Linked DNA regions of Arachis hypogaea: region 2 is linked to region 1. A link is a contact called in public Hi-C data. All regions are on one chromosome and are shown on one strand. The core of a region is the stretch at or near the end of the contact, and the rest is flanking DNA. Distances in the headings are between cores, read along the strand shown. Region 1 holds the start of LOC112722434 (HIPL1 protein). Region 2 holds the start of LOC112722437.

Region 1 (7,055 bases), core at 1,589-4,088:
AATGTCTGTATAAAACTTTTTACAATATCAAGACATATAATTTAACACCTGTATATGGTTAACTAGGGACGGATTACTTAGTTCTGCTACAAGTTTCCTTACAAACCAATCCATTACATTAGGATATCAATGGAGTTAACTCTCACTTGGGATGTTGTCTATATCAAGCCTCATAATCTTCCCAAGCAATGATTTCTTGTTTTGAGCAAAGTTGTATGGATCACCAGTGCCTGAACCATCTCCCATCATGAAGTACAAGTACCCATCATTAGGTCCAAAGAGAATCTGACCTCCATTCTCAGTATTAGAAGGCAACCCCATGGTAAATATCCTTCTCACCTCTGTTGGTTTAGCACTTACAGCCTGAAAATTCAATAACATCTTAATACTTTAATTTAGTCCTATTAATCATGACATTGCATTAAATGAATAATTCTTGGAAGCTCATGGAGGAAATGACCACTAAAACTCTTATCTGTTTTGACATTTTCTTATTAATTATCGGCACATTACATAACACGCTGCATAAACACCTAAGAATTTCTCAAATTAAACTCATTATAGAAACTACTTTTGTGTGTGTAGAGATCAGTACCGATGAAGGCTGAGACGCGGTACCATTAGCAGTATATTCAGCAACAACAGCTTGGTATTGGCAGGGTTGTGCACCACTACTACCTGTGCCTATCTTTGAAGGATCACAATTAACATTTGAGTTACAAGAACATATTCCATTACAACCAGACCACTTATCTTTGTCACAGGTGAATGAGGCGAAGAACCGGCCATTTTCTGCGAATTTCGGATGGAATGCCATTCCCATCATTCCAAGTTTAGCATCACTATAAACCATATCAGTTAGATCAACAAAGGGACTTGACTCATCAAGCTGCAATTTTCCTCCTGATCCATCAGCAGGAATAGTTGCTAACCAAACTTGTCCCTTCTGATTCGAGAAGAATGCACGGTTCGTGCCATCTGGATGAGCAACCATGTTGAGATAGGATCCATTGCCAATTTTTTCAAGGCACAAGCCATGTGGAGGACTAATAGGAGCTTCTGAGTCAGTGTTCTTTAATGCAACAGGTTCTCCTTCAAAGCATACAGATTCACTAGTGGAGGATCCACCAAATGCAGTACAAAAATCTGTTTTCGACTGCCATTGATCTGTGAGTTTACTTGGATTGCTTTTAGATGGTGTTCTCCCTGCTTGGCCTTGTAATGAAGGCGAAAATGGCGAGTTCTTTATTGACACAGATTGACATGATTCCCATACTTGAGAGCAGAAGTCTTCCACTGCTACTGCCTTTGACTGGGAGGAATTGGATGCAATGGTGGAATTGCAGAGCAAGGGAACTGATCGGGGCGTCGATTGAACTGTAAACAGCTCGGCCGAATACGGATCACACCTCTAAAAAAAATAAATTAAGTTACAATGAAAGGAACTGCATAGAGACAAGTTATGAGTTTACAGGACAAAGAACTTCTAACATTGAAAATTATGCAAATAATCCACAAAGAAATAGTTTGTTCCTAGACTTTTGAAAACTATGCTTCATCTATGTTGAGGAATTGAGCGAGGCTTGAGACTCAAAACTTTCAAATATGAACATGTGAGTATGTGACTAGATAAATATTTAATTATTTTATGGCATAAAGTATGGAATAAAATTGGTCACTATTACTGGTTAGTCAACAAATTACTTGCAATATGCAGATTTTTCAAGCAATCAAATTTTCAAGATTCATAAAGAGATAACATTATTATCTTAAATCTTAATGGCATAACTCAACCAAGTGTAACCCATTAACTAAGGGGAAAAGATTTTGTTACTTCTTCACTTCTCTGGTTCCTTTTTCATAGACACCTCAACTTTACCGCACAATTGTTGGTGTTGGGAAGAACAGAACCTTACCGCACAAAGTATCGATTTCAGAGCTGAGGCACAGGTAGTATCAGAGATGTTCATAAGCTGGAATTGTTTCTGAATTTGTGTATCTTCTGTGGAGTTGCAGCAAGTGCTTCCATTGTAAGGACAAAATTCAAGTGTGCTATTGAGGATGAAAGGTGCACCTACACCAAACAAAAACAATATTAAGAAAAACAAAAGCATATGCATACGAAAAAATGGCAAAAGAAGGAAGGACGAACATACTTGAGTCAACGCATAAAGGAAGTGAAGTTGATGAATCCAAAAACAGTAAGAAGCAACAAAAGATAAAGTTGATGGAAATTAGAACACCCTTCATGATACCAAACCAGTTGAAACTGAAAGCTAAAACTACAAGATCGAAGAATATCAAATCTAATTCAACTTTAACATTGTTTAACTCTAAGGAGCATTAGTAGTAGTAGGAGTGGTAGGGTTGAAAACATTATTCTACCCAAAAATAAAAATAAAAATAAAACAGCTTTCTGAAAGTGTTGAATTTTCTTCCTTCTGCTCTCTGTGTGTCTGTCTCTTTCTTTGGACTTTGAAATCTTCTTCTAAATCAGTCACTTTGTCTCTTCTTTTTTTGTTTTGTTCAAGCATCAACTTTCACAGTCACATGAAAGCTACTTGAAAAAAGACGGTCAAAAAACACTCGCCTCAATTTTCAGAGTAGTTGTTGCGTTCATTTATTTTAGGCTTGTAGGCTATGGCTTCATAATTCATATTCATCATAAATAAAATCATCAAATATATAATCATGGCAGTTGAAGATGATGATGATAAAGGCATCAAGTTGGAGATGTCTATGGGCAGCAGTTGACTTTTTTATCTGCCTCAATGAAAATAAAGCCAGCATCTAGAAAACAATTTGGGGGTGCTTGTCCATCTTGGTTGTTGCTTGGTTCATTGTGGGGTATATATATATATATTTAAGCTTAATTAGCAGTCAACTTCTTTTGGTCAATATCAATTAATTTTTAAATTATTTTTATTTTAAATTCTAAATCTTTTAAAATTAGGGGTAAAAATAATTTTATAATAAAAAATTTACTAGTATTAACTAATTAAAAGTTAATTTTTTATATTTATTTGATATTATTTTACTTGTAGACACTAAAAAAGAGATCATTTATTAACTCAATTAAGGATAAACCGATAACCCAATAGAAAAGCATGTTGTACATTTTGCTAGGTAATTTGTTGGATAGTTTTATTGTACCATTTGAATTTTACCAAACTAATTTAATTTTTTATAAATGTCGATTTAATTTTATTTCTTATAAATGTTCGAATCATGATAAATAAAAAAATAATTTTGATCGTTCAATTACATTCGTTTTATTTATCGACGATTTATACTATTAATGTAACATTACGTAATTAAATGTACATGTAAAATTATTTTAAATTAAATATGTAATTAAATAAAATTAAAAGTAATGACCCAAATCAGTTTATGAGATTTTTAAAATTTGGACATTTTAGTCTTTCAAATTTTAAAATAGACAAAATAATCTCCAACATTTATTTTTGTTAGATAATACAATTTTTCTCTATTTGTTATTAGCGGTGATTACTGATCATAAAATGTTTATTCGCACACGTGGCCGTTAAGTGTCCATGTGTGCAATCTAGACAAATCAGTCCTGAGAATGAAGTATAAAACAGTTTCATAAAGTTTAAAAAATTTCGAAATAGTCTCCAAAAAATTAAAAAAATCTTAAAATAGTCCCTAAAAAAAATTTTAAAATCTAAAATACTCCCTTTGAATTATTTATGTATAATTATTTTTTAATTGATAAATTTTAATTTCTAAAATTTTTTATCTATTTATCTCTAATTTGATTATTCATATATACAAAAAAAATTATACATTTTCAAATCCTAAATTATAAATTAATTTTAAAGTTTTTCAAAAGATTAATTTAAAATAATTAAATAAACTCATCTTTATTTTTAATCATGTAAAATATTAATTTAATTGCAAGTACCATATTCTATGATCATTCTTTAATAATGAAGAACATAATGAGTTTGTGAAAATTTTTTACTTAACATAAAAATTTTCATATAAATAATTGAGAATATTTGTGCAAATGCTTATGAAGGTAATACTTTGAAACTTGCATGCAATGCAAACTAAGTCACCTATGAATGATGATTTACAAAATCTCAATACAATGTGAAAACTTCTAATACTTGTAACACTTGAAGAAGAAATGTCTCGACCAATTTAAGTATTTTGTTTATGTTTTTTTTTTTTTAAAGTTTTGAAATCTACTAGTTATAAAGTTGCATAAAATAGACTTGCAGTTAAAAATGTGCTACTACAATTAATTGTTATATAAAAAATAAATTTTTTCACTTGTAAATATTTTTTTCTAAAATTATTTAGTGTCAATATCTTAGGAGTTTAGGTATATAAATAATGACCTTTATAATGCAACAACTTCTTAGATTTAGTTGTTATTATTATGGTTTTTACATCACCTAAATATAGGTATCATATATTAATGATTAAATAATGTTATTTTTTATGATATTTTGGAGTTAATGAATAAAATTATCTTTTAGTTTAAATTATGTTATTTTTTGTATTTTTTATTTATTATATATATTTTCAATAATATTTTATTATTTTAATTAATAAAAATATTATAAGGCATTTATTTTTGAAAAAAAATTAAAAATATTCAAAAAAATGTTTTAAAATTTTACAGGATTGTTTTGAGATTTTTCAAATTTTTTAGAGACTATTTCGTGCTTTACTTTGGAAACTGATTTGTCCAACTTACACACGTGAACACTTAACGGCCACGTGTGCGAATTAACGAAAATAAATGTTGGGACTGATTTGTGTATTTTAAACTTTGAGAAACTAAAGTAATCGATTTCAAAAATTTCAGGGATTAATTTGGGTAATTACTAATTACTCTTAAATTAAAAAAAATTGTATTATTGTGGGGCGGTGTAGTGCTGTGTTCATGACAGTGGTATTATTCACTTGGGATTACAAATCTTCTAATAAATAAAATAACAGACAGAAGACAAAGTAGTTAGGCAAGGATGATAATCAGCAAATAAAAATATATAGTGATTAGTGTGATATTATAGTTGAATCCGAAAGCGAACTTCTTCACTTGATTAGAATCACATGCTCATTGTTGTCTTCATCCCTTCAATTAAATTATGAAGTAATAAAATAGTGTCTGGTCAAGGTAAACCAATCAACCATAGCAGATGTATTGAAGAATATTCCTGGAACCAGGGAGGTGTGAGATAGGGGAACTTAGAGCCTGAAACGTTGATCGAAAACTTAGTCCGAAACATGTTGTTTGTTTTTAGGGCTACGAAAGTAAAGAAGCAAAATTAAGTGCCAAATATTATTCTCATATTATCCACAAAAGAAAAAGAGATGCACATCAAGCATAGAGAACTGCCAAATATTATTCTCATCATAGTCTTTTTCATGTTAGAATTTGAGGATTCATGAATGAAAGAATTTATCCTCCACCATGTATGTCAATCATTTTTGTAGCAGTTAAAGGAATAAAAAACAAATAAAAGTAACCTACAAGAATGAATAATTGGTAAAAGATCGAAAGTGAGTAACAATATTTGTGTCCAAAATTTGGACAATTCCAGTAGTACTTTAAAATGGCTTATTTGGATTGCAATTATGTACAAGTTCTATTCAGATTTTAAAAGAAATATTCCAGTAATACTCAAATCTCCACGAGAAATGGGAATTAGCAAAGATGGATCAAGACAGGAACAGGCAAAACACAAGTGAGAATCAAGGATACTTGTAGTTTGACACAAATCTAGCCATATGTTTTCCCGAATATTTTCTTTTTCTTTTTCTATTTTTAAAATTATGAAAGGCAATTTTTTAACAATGTATCAGCACATCGTTAAGACAATATTTTATACTATTGTTTCATCTAATTTCAACTTGAATAGCTATTAGGTGCTAGTTGCAGAAAAAAAGATCACTTGGGAGTCGCAAAAGTACAAGGATATTTGCAAGGTGTTAATTTAGACTGTATCATCAATAATAAAAAAATGAGCTGGGTCTCAAGATTTTGAACACTTTTTAGAAGGCAAATTTCCCTGTGCATAATCCTCATCCCATATGCAGCTTCGCCATCTACAATGATCTCAACCATCAAGTGCACCAAGGGCTTTCATGTCCTCCAAGAAAGCTGTGTATGAATCATCGATGCTCTGTGCTTTTGGAGCTGACGACGATGAACTCACTGACTCTGGTTTTACAATAGTTGGTGGCCCTGAGACTGTCCTAGAGGTTGATATTGTCGGTTTCGGTTTGGATTTTGCCACTGCATTCTCTCTTCTAACCCGAACAGATGCAGGAATCTACCCAAAAACAAATCAAGGTCTGAATCAGAGAAATAATATATATGAAAATGAGAGAGAACATTATGCAAGTAATGCCAATTTAAGTGTCAAGACATAAACTACTTAGGACAACTTGGCTTATTTAACAACTAGAAGGAAATTGTCTCTACTGAGATAGTTGTCACAGAGAAAACGACTTGATTGTATCCCATCATTAATCATAATTGTAAGCAAGTTATTTAAGTCTATAATTCTAAATCTATTTGAATGACCACTTCCATAACTTTTCCTTGTCCCACTCAACTCAAATTGTCAGGCTACCCTCCATTAATCAAACTCTTCTTACTAAGACTTCTACAGGTCTTATCCTCACATAACCAAACCACCTTAAGCATAATCTTATAGTTATCACCTCCTACATACTTCCTTAACACACTAATAATTGCATACCTAATGTATGTGCACTTACTCAAAATCCCTCACTTAACCCTATGTAGTGATATCCTCATTCCAGAGTATTTAAATTTTACGATAAAATATATGCAGATGTAAAACAAGCATTTCATGGATATATGGAGAATAAAGAGGTGCAAAGCATCCCATATTACACGGAGTCTAGCAAAGAGGAGCCGCATCCAAAGGGTGTAATTTTAAAATTTAAAAAATAAAATAATATCAACCTACCATAGCTGTAAGTTCTGGTGTGTGCTGAGCTAATGGCCTTTTAACAACAGTAGATGCAGCAGATTTAACATAAGATGG
Region 2 (7,055 bases), core at 2,729-5,228, 320 kb after region 1:
TTCTAGCTCTATTTTCCGTCTATATTCCTCTTCCTGTTGTTCCAAGTAATTATCATTCATGGAAACAAGCTCAGGATCTTGAAAGTAACTATCAGGTGCAACAGTATTGGAACTGCAGCCAAAGCACAACAAAAACATCATTAAGTGTTACATTGTCTCAAATTCAAGTTATAATTTCTGTTATTGTAAATAACTGGTGAAAATAAGGTTTAGAAACATATACTCACTCAGGACTGCTAGCTTGCAGCGATAGCTCCTCATGACCACTTGAAGCCTGCAAGAAATAGATATTTTTTTATCAGTTTTCATAGAACATTGCACAATATCCGAGCAATTTCACCATGCATGATAAGGACCTTCAGATCTTTTGTTTTTCTGTGATCTTTAGTCTTCTTCTTATCTTTGGTCTTATCCACATTTCTTGTGTTCTCACTTCCCCCTTTAGCCTTCTTAGCATCACGTGCAAGTTCAGCCAAGAATGCTTCCCTCGCAGCATCAGACTTCTCTACTGCATCCTTCTCAGCAAATTCTTCTAAACGTGCCTAAAAGATCAAGCAAAGGAACATATGATTAAATGAAAAACGAGGAAACATCACACACAGTATTTTAAATACCAACCCTTAGGTATGACTTCACTAGAGGCAATAATATAGCCCGATAATCATAAGCGGAAAGAGGCCCAAGCTTGAGTTCCAATTGTTGCATCTCAGCAATATTTCTAATGATTCGAGCATCAATTTTGCTAAGCTGCAAAGGAAACTAAATGAGTTAGAACATCAGGGTAAAAGTCCATACTTGCTGTCATTTTAGTGGACATGTTATAAGAATCAACAAGCTGACCTCTATAGACAAGTGCTCTTTCAGTTTCTGAATAGCAATTTCTATACAACCATCCATTTGATGCAAGTAGTCTTTCATTCTCCATTCTTCTTCTTCACCAGATTCCAAGTCACATAACTGAGCAGTTACACCAGCATAAGTTTCTTCATATCCAAATTGATTAACATTCATTGATTCTGCTTCTTGCAAAACATTTGATATGGCATCCAACTCAAACCTATTGCCGACATTCATCACATCATTCTCACTTTCAATGAGCTCTTCTCTTCGTTTTCTTAAGACAGACTCATAGCTTTGCTGGACAAAGTCACCAACAATTTCCCTCTTCTTTCCCTCTTCAAGACAAAGATCCTCTACTGTCTGCAGTGCTTCTTCATAACTCATTCGGTCAGACTTCTTCTCACATAGGGTCTGTAGTTGATAAAACTCCTTATCAAGCATCTTGATAATTTCTGTTCCTTGGTGTTTATTATCTTCTTTGGTTCGCATCCATGATGTCAATTGATCCCCTATAGCTGAACCTGAATATATCCAGGATAGAAAATCATCATTATCGCTTGAAATACCATCATGAGAACTTTGGGCAGTCATATTATCCAATACAGTCCCCTGAGCAGCATCAAATGTGACTTGTGTCACCAGTAAACACTCATCCAGAAGGAGGCATGATGCATCTCCATTGAGAACAATATTCTCTTTGATCTCAGGACCTTGATTGATATCATGAAACTCATTCATGAGACCATTACCTTTATCACCATATCTACCCAATCCGCATGCATGAGATAGCTCTTGAAGAAATTGGAGAATTTTCTTAAGCTGTGAAGCCCCCAGAAAGCATATGCACATTGGCGTTTGATCGACACCATGATTTAGAAATTGAGAACCAGCAGCAAGACCCTGAATCTCACCCATAGTAAATTGTATAACCTTGCTAAGGTGACTAGCAGCAAGATATTTATGCTTAATAAGCATCTCAAATACTGCATGAATTTTCTCCAGAAGTTTTGCGCGCTCAGAATCATCAGATACTGGCCAACTGTCAGCGAAAGGATGTGACATAGATAATTGGTTTTCAACGCCTTCTCTCACATTACTTGCAACAGCTTTACAATAGTTATTGCTTTCTGTTGTACAGTTATGAAGACTGTATTCCAAACCTTCTTTCTCATGGTAAGGATCAGTTGCATCGTTAATACAGTCATAGTAGTCCTGTGTATGATGATCGAAGTACGAATCCTCAACTAATGATGAACCTTTGAATTTCATTCTACTCTCAAGCATTTTAACTGCAGCAGAAACATCCAGCGGCTTCCAAGAACAATTATGAATCATATCAATCCACTCACTGTCAACATTATGGGGCAGATGCCCCTGCAAATTCGGCGAGAGCATACCCATGTGCGCCTGCGCAAGATGTTGGCTGTGAGACTCGTCATCGTTAAATTTCTCATCACAATGGCAGCAAACCCAGAATTTCCATGTCTTATTGGCCTCAGCATACGACACAGCCTCCGCCAAAAGATCAATAGGCAAAGTATCCTTCGAAGACCCAAAGTGTGACCTAAGATCAGAAACCCTAACCCTAAGCATGTCCTTCTTCATTTCCACACTCATCGAACTCCAGTAAGATTGCACCCATTTCCTCCTCTCCGCAGTAGACCCATTCTTCTTCGAATTCCCATGCCTCCTCCTACTCTGACCAGCCGCTGAGGATGAATCCAACCCCCTCTCATCCTTATCTACTTCGTTCGGAGATTGGGGCGACTCAGACTTCTGCTGCAACAGCCTCGCAGCGGCGACTCTCACTTCAATCTCCTTCCTCCTCTCTTCCGGCGTCTTCGTCACTTTCTTGATCTCGTTAGGCCTTCGAGTCTGAACCAGTCTCAGCTCCATAGGGTCCTCCGTCGGCCTCCGAATCGGAATCAGCCGAAATCTCTCCTCGCCGTTGCTCAGATTCTTCACCCAGCTCGACAGCGAAGCGATGTTCGACTTCTGAATCAGCTGCCGCAGCTCGTTTTGCACATGCGAAACACGTGCCTCGGGAGTCGACAACTTCTGATCACTCTCATCCTGGAAGCTCTCCTTCCCTGGATCGCTAGGGTTCTCTATCGCCAGCGCCCTCTCGCACTCCTGTACTACCTCCTCATAATCCTTCCCGTCGTTCGCGACCTCGAGCATCAAATTGGCGTAGAAGTGCGCGTACTCGACCGAATTAGGGCACAGCTCGACGGCCTTGCGAGCCGAATCGACGGCGTTCTTCACGTGCCGTTGCTTCGCGGTAGGGTCGTTCAAGATTCCGGCGACCTTAAAGGCGACGAATCCCTGGACGCGGTGCGCGAATGCGGAGTGAGCAGCGTTCTCTTGCTTCCCGCATAGCTCCTTCATGAGCTTCAGTGCTCTGTTGTGGTTCCCGCGCCGGAACGCCGTTAGGGCACGCTCACACTCGAGCTTGATCGCGGTGTAATCGGAGGAAGGACCATCGGATTGAGGCGGAGGAGGCGGCGGCGGTGGCGGAGGAGGAAACTCGATCCCGTTAGGGTTCTGAACGCCGTTATTGGTTTTGCTGTTGTGATCGGGAACATTGCCTGAGTCTTGTTTCTCCGGCGATGCGGTACCGTCGCCGACGACGGCGAATTGCGCCGCCGGAGAAGTCGCCGGCGAATGTTTGGACCGCGGAGCCGAATTTCGCTTCTTGTGTCCCATTAATTAAGTTAAGGACTTAGGGTCTGTGTTTCTAGAGAGAGAAAGTGTGCAGAATATAAATAAATATATATAGAGATGTGAAGAAATAGGAGAAAGAAGCGGTTGCCGGCGACAGTTACAGAATGATTTAGAAGAAGAATCTAGAAGGTTAGGTTAAAGCAAAGTGTGATAATGGGAAAACATAATGATAAAGGGAAATCAAATTAGAGAGAGGCACTTCGGTCACAGAGAGAGGAGAAAAGAACAGCTACCCAAAGAAGATGGGTGAGGGAAGCTCAGCGAGTGTGTGTGTGAGGAGAAATTATATTATGGCTGAAAGCATTCATTAAAAAATTTTAGAGCGTGGTTGATTTGTGTTTTTATTTTTAATTTTTATTTTTAATATTTTATATTTTTAATTTTTGTGAAGTAAAAAATAAAAATAAGAGGTAAAAATAAATAATAGAATATTGTTTTTATTTTTTTTATTTTTTTATAAAATTTAAAAAACAAAAAATATTAAAAATGAAAATGTAAAATAAATGTATTTATATATTTTTAAATTAAATTTTTTTGCCTTATATATTACACAATATATCTATTTACATTTTACACACATACTTTTACTATTAACATGAATTTTATATTTCTCATTGAGAATCCAAACTTGGATACAATTTTCAGTGAGGCAAGTGATGCTGCTGTTGATCCAAAACCTCGGCTGCAAATTCAATTTTCCTTTTTAAAAGTGGCGTAATCAAGTTTAATCGCCATTTCCTTTTGATCTTTGTGTACCGCGGTACCATCTTTTTTTTATTATTATAAGGGAACGGGCCTGGCTCAAGAGTCAAGAGCCCCTTCGACATGACCGAGGCCCTAAATTTTGAACTAATGCTAAAAATTCAGTTTAGATAAACAACTTAATTAAGTTATTTTTGAAAAAATAGTTTAAATAATAAATATTTATATTAAAAGTAGTTTATAAATAAATTATTTTGTATTTGGTTTTTTAGTTTTAAAAGTACTTATTTTAAGAGAAAAGTGATAAAAAACTTTTTATTACGAGAGAAGTCATTTTATTTTAAAAATTGTACTAGACATTAATAATACACCTTTTCATAAGTTAAAAGTTAAAAAAATCATTTATGAACCTATTCAAACGAGTCCTTAGCTAAAGACGGGTACTTTCTTAGGCCTAATTTGAATAAACAACTTAATCAAGTTATTTTTGAAGAAATAGCTTAAATAATAAATACTTATGTTAAAAGTAGTTTATAAATAAGTTATTTTGTGTTTGGTTTTTTAGTTCTAAAAATACTTATTTTAAGAGAAAAATGATAAAAAACTTTTTATTATGAGAGAAGTCATTTTTTTAACTTCTCCTTAAACACTAAAATAATTTTTTAGAAAGTTACAATTTTACTTTAAAAATTATACCAAATATTAATACTTCACATTTCCATAAATTAAAAGTAAAAAAAAAAAAGTCACTTATAAATCTATTCAAACGGTCCTCAGTCTTTTCTTTATTTTATCTATCATTTATTAATTTATTAATTATTATTAGCTATTATCAATTTCTAACTATTGCTATTCGGGTCAAATATCTCTATCAGGGAATATCAAAGAATATGCCATTTGCCATAAGCCTGTTAAATTGGATAATAATATTTTCTAATTATTTTATTTATGTAAATTGCTCCTCTTAAAAGTAAATAAATACTAAATATCATTAATTCATTATTAAGGGGATGGGTGACGGCGATAAAATTTTATATAGCATAAAAGTAAAATCATTTATATTATCTGTTAATCAATTATTACTTGTTTTTCAAATTATCAAAATGAGTTATATATTATAATTTATATTATTTTTAATTTGATTTAATAATGATTATAAAATCCGAATAACTTTAATCAGTGAATAAAATGATCAAGCTCTTCTGAGTTTTAGAATACTTCAAAATTCCATACCTTGTTTAAGTTATTCGCCAAATCACCTCAAATTTAATTATTCGAATAAAGTATTGTTTTTGTCTCCAACGTTTTGGGTAAATTCTATTTGTGTCCTTAATGTTTAAATCGTCCTATTTGTATCCCTAACGTTTGTAAAAGTGATTCAATGTTATCTTGTTGTTGATTACACATCATGAGCGATTTAGTTTGAGTTTTAAAAATCTTTTCTTGAAGTTAGAATACAAATGTTTGGGATAGAATCGATGATCTACTCCAAAAAATAGCTCAACAAATGTTGAAAATAATTCCTACAACATTTACATAATTCACTTTTCTAGGGACATAATTGAATCTAAACACAAATAGTGAGTATAATATTAAATTCGAATACATCCAAGTGAGACCTAATTGAGAATGAATACATCCAAATAAGAATAATTGAAAAATATAATCTGATTTGTTAGTATAATTAATAGTAGGATAACATTGAATCACTTTTATAAACGTTAAGGATACAAATAGAACGATTTAAACGTTAGGGATACAAATAAGACTTACCCTAAATGTTGAGGACAAAAACGATACTTTACTCTAATTATTCTATTAGTATTTATAATTTATTAAATTTATAATTAAATTTTTATATTATTTTTAATTTTATAATTAATTTTTTTATATTAAAAATATTAAAATTAATAAAATATTTATTTCAAAAAATATATAATTAAAAATAAAATTTAATTAAATTTTTAATTATAGATACTTTTAGTTTATAAAAAAATAATATATTAACTCTAATATTTTTTATATTAATAAAAATTTAATTATAAAATTAAAAATAATATAAAAACTTAATTGAATGAAAAAATATAAAAATTTAATTATAAATTTAATGAAATTATAAAAACTATAGAATAATTAAACCTTCTTTAATTACACTATTATATAAAATTTAGTAGGTGCGTCACTATACAAAATAATAAGATAAGCTTCCGAAAAAATTTATAATAGATTTGTACGTTCTTAAAAAATTTTTATCAAATAACTCTTTTAAAAAGTTTTGCAATATATTTTAGGTTTCTAAAATTAAAAAGTATGAAATAAAATTTTTAAAAATTACAAGAGTAGATTTATATATTCTTCGTTGAACGATAAATCATATCCAATATTCTAATTTTTCATAACCTATAAATCTAATATTTTAATTTTTAGAAATTTATTTGATAATTTTTGTGCAGAGACCTAAGATTTTATTATAATTTTTTTTAAAATTTTACTTTATATTTTTGATTTCTTAAGAATTTATAAATTTAACATAAATATTTAGATATCTATTTGTCTTGTTATTTTTTTTTATGAGAAAACAGAGCCACAGGCTTAAAACACAAAAAAAAATATTAAGAAAAAGTTCTAGGAAAAACTATCCCTCTTCTATCCGCTTCTAATTGTGGGGCAATGAAAGCTGGAGCATGGTCCCAACAATGGAGGCCGTAAGGAGGTCCTTGGGTGTGTTTTGCCAGAGTGTTCTGGTGCACGAAATTGTGATTCACACTTTTTACAATTCCGCACAACTA

The links. A called contact is a pair of places that touch in the nucleus more often than the background predicts.
Region 2: a contact with region 1 is called in a Hi-C map of leaf, with 2.6 times the contacts expected there. The contact joins the promoter of LOC112722437 here to the promoter of LOC112722434 in region 1. A contact is called at or near these places in 2 of 8 Hi-C or Micro-C datasets (both in leaf).

The regions. Positions count from the first base shown.
Region 1 is chr11:118,359,862-118,366,916 of arahy.Tifrunner.gnm2.J5K5, forward strand. LOC112722434 (HIPL1 protein) reads right to left here and starts at 2,839. Exons shown (of 7, transcript XM_025773446.3): 1 at 2,157-2,839; 2 at 1,917-2,074; 3 at 596-1,411; 4 at 147-363. The coding sequence starts at 2,250. It overlaps LOC112722435 (protein EARLY FLOWERING 5), which reads right to left. Exons shown (of 10, transcript XM_025773448.3): 9 at 6,978-7,055; 10 at 5,912-6,311. The coding sequence ends at 6,096.
Region 2 is chr11:118,681,055-118,688,109 of arahy.Tifrunner.gnm2.J5K5, forward strand. LOC112722437 reads right to left here and starts at 3,979. Exons shown (of 15, transcript XM_072207110.1): 1 at 841-3,979; 2 at 619-747; 3 at 357-542; 4 at 228-274; 5 at 1-112. The coding sequence starts at 3,546.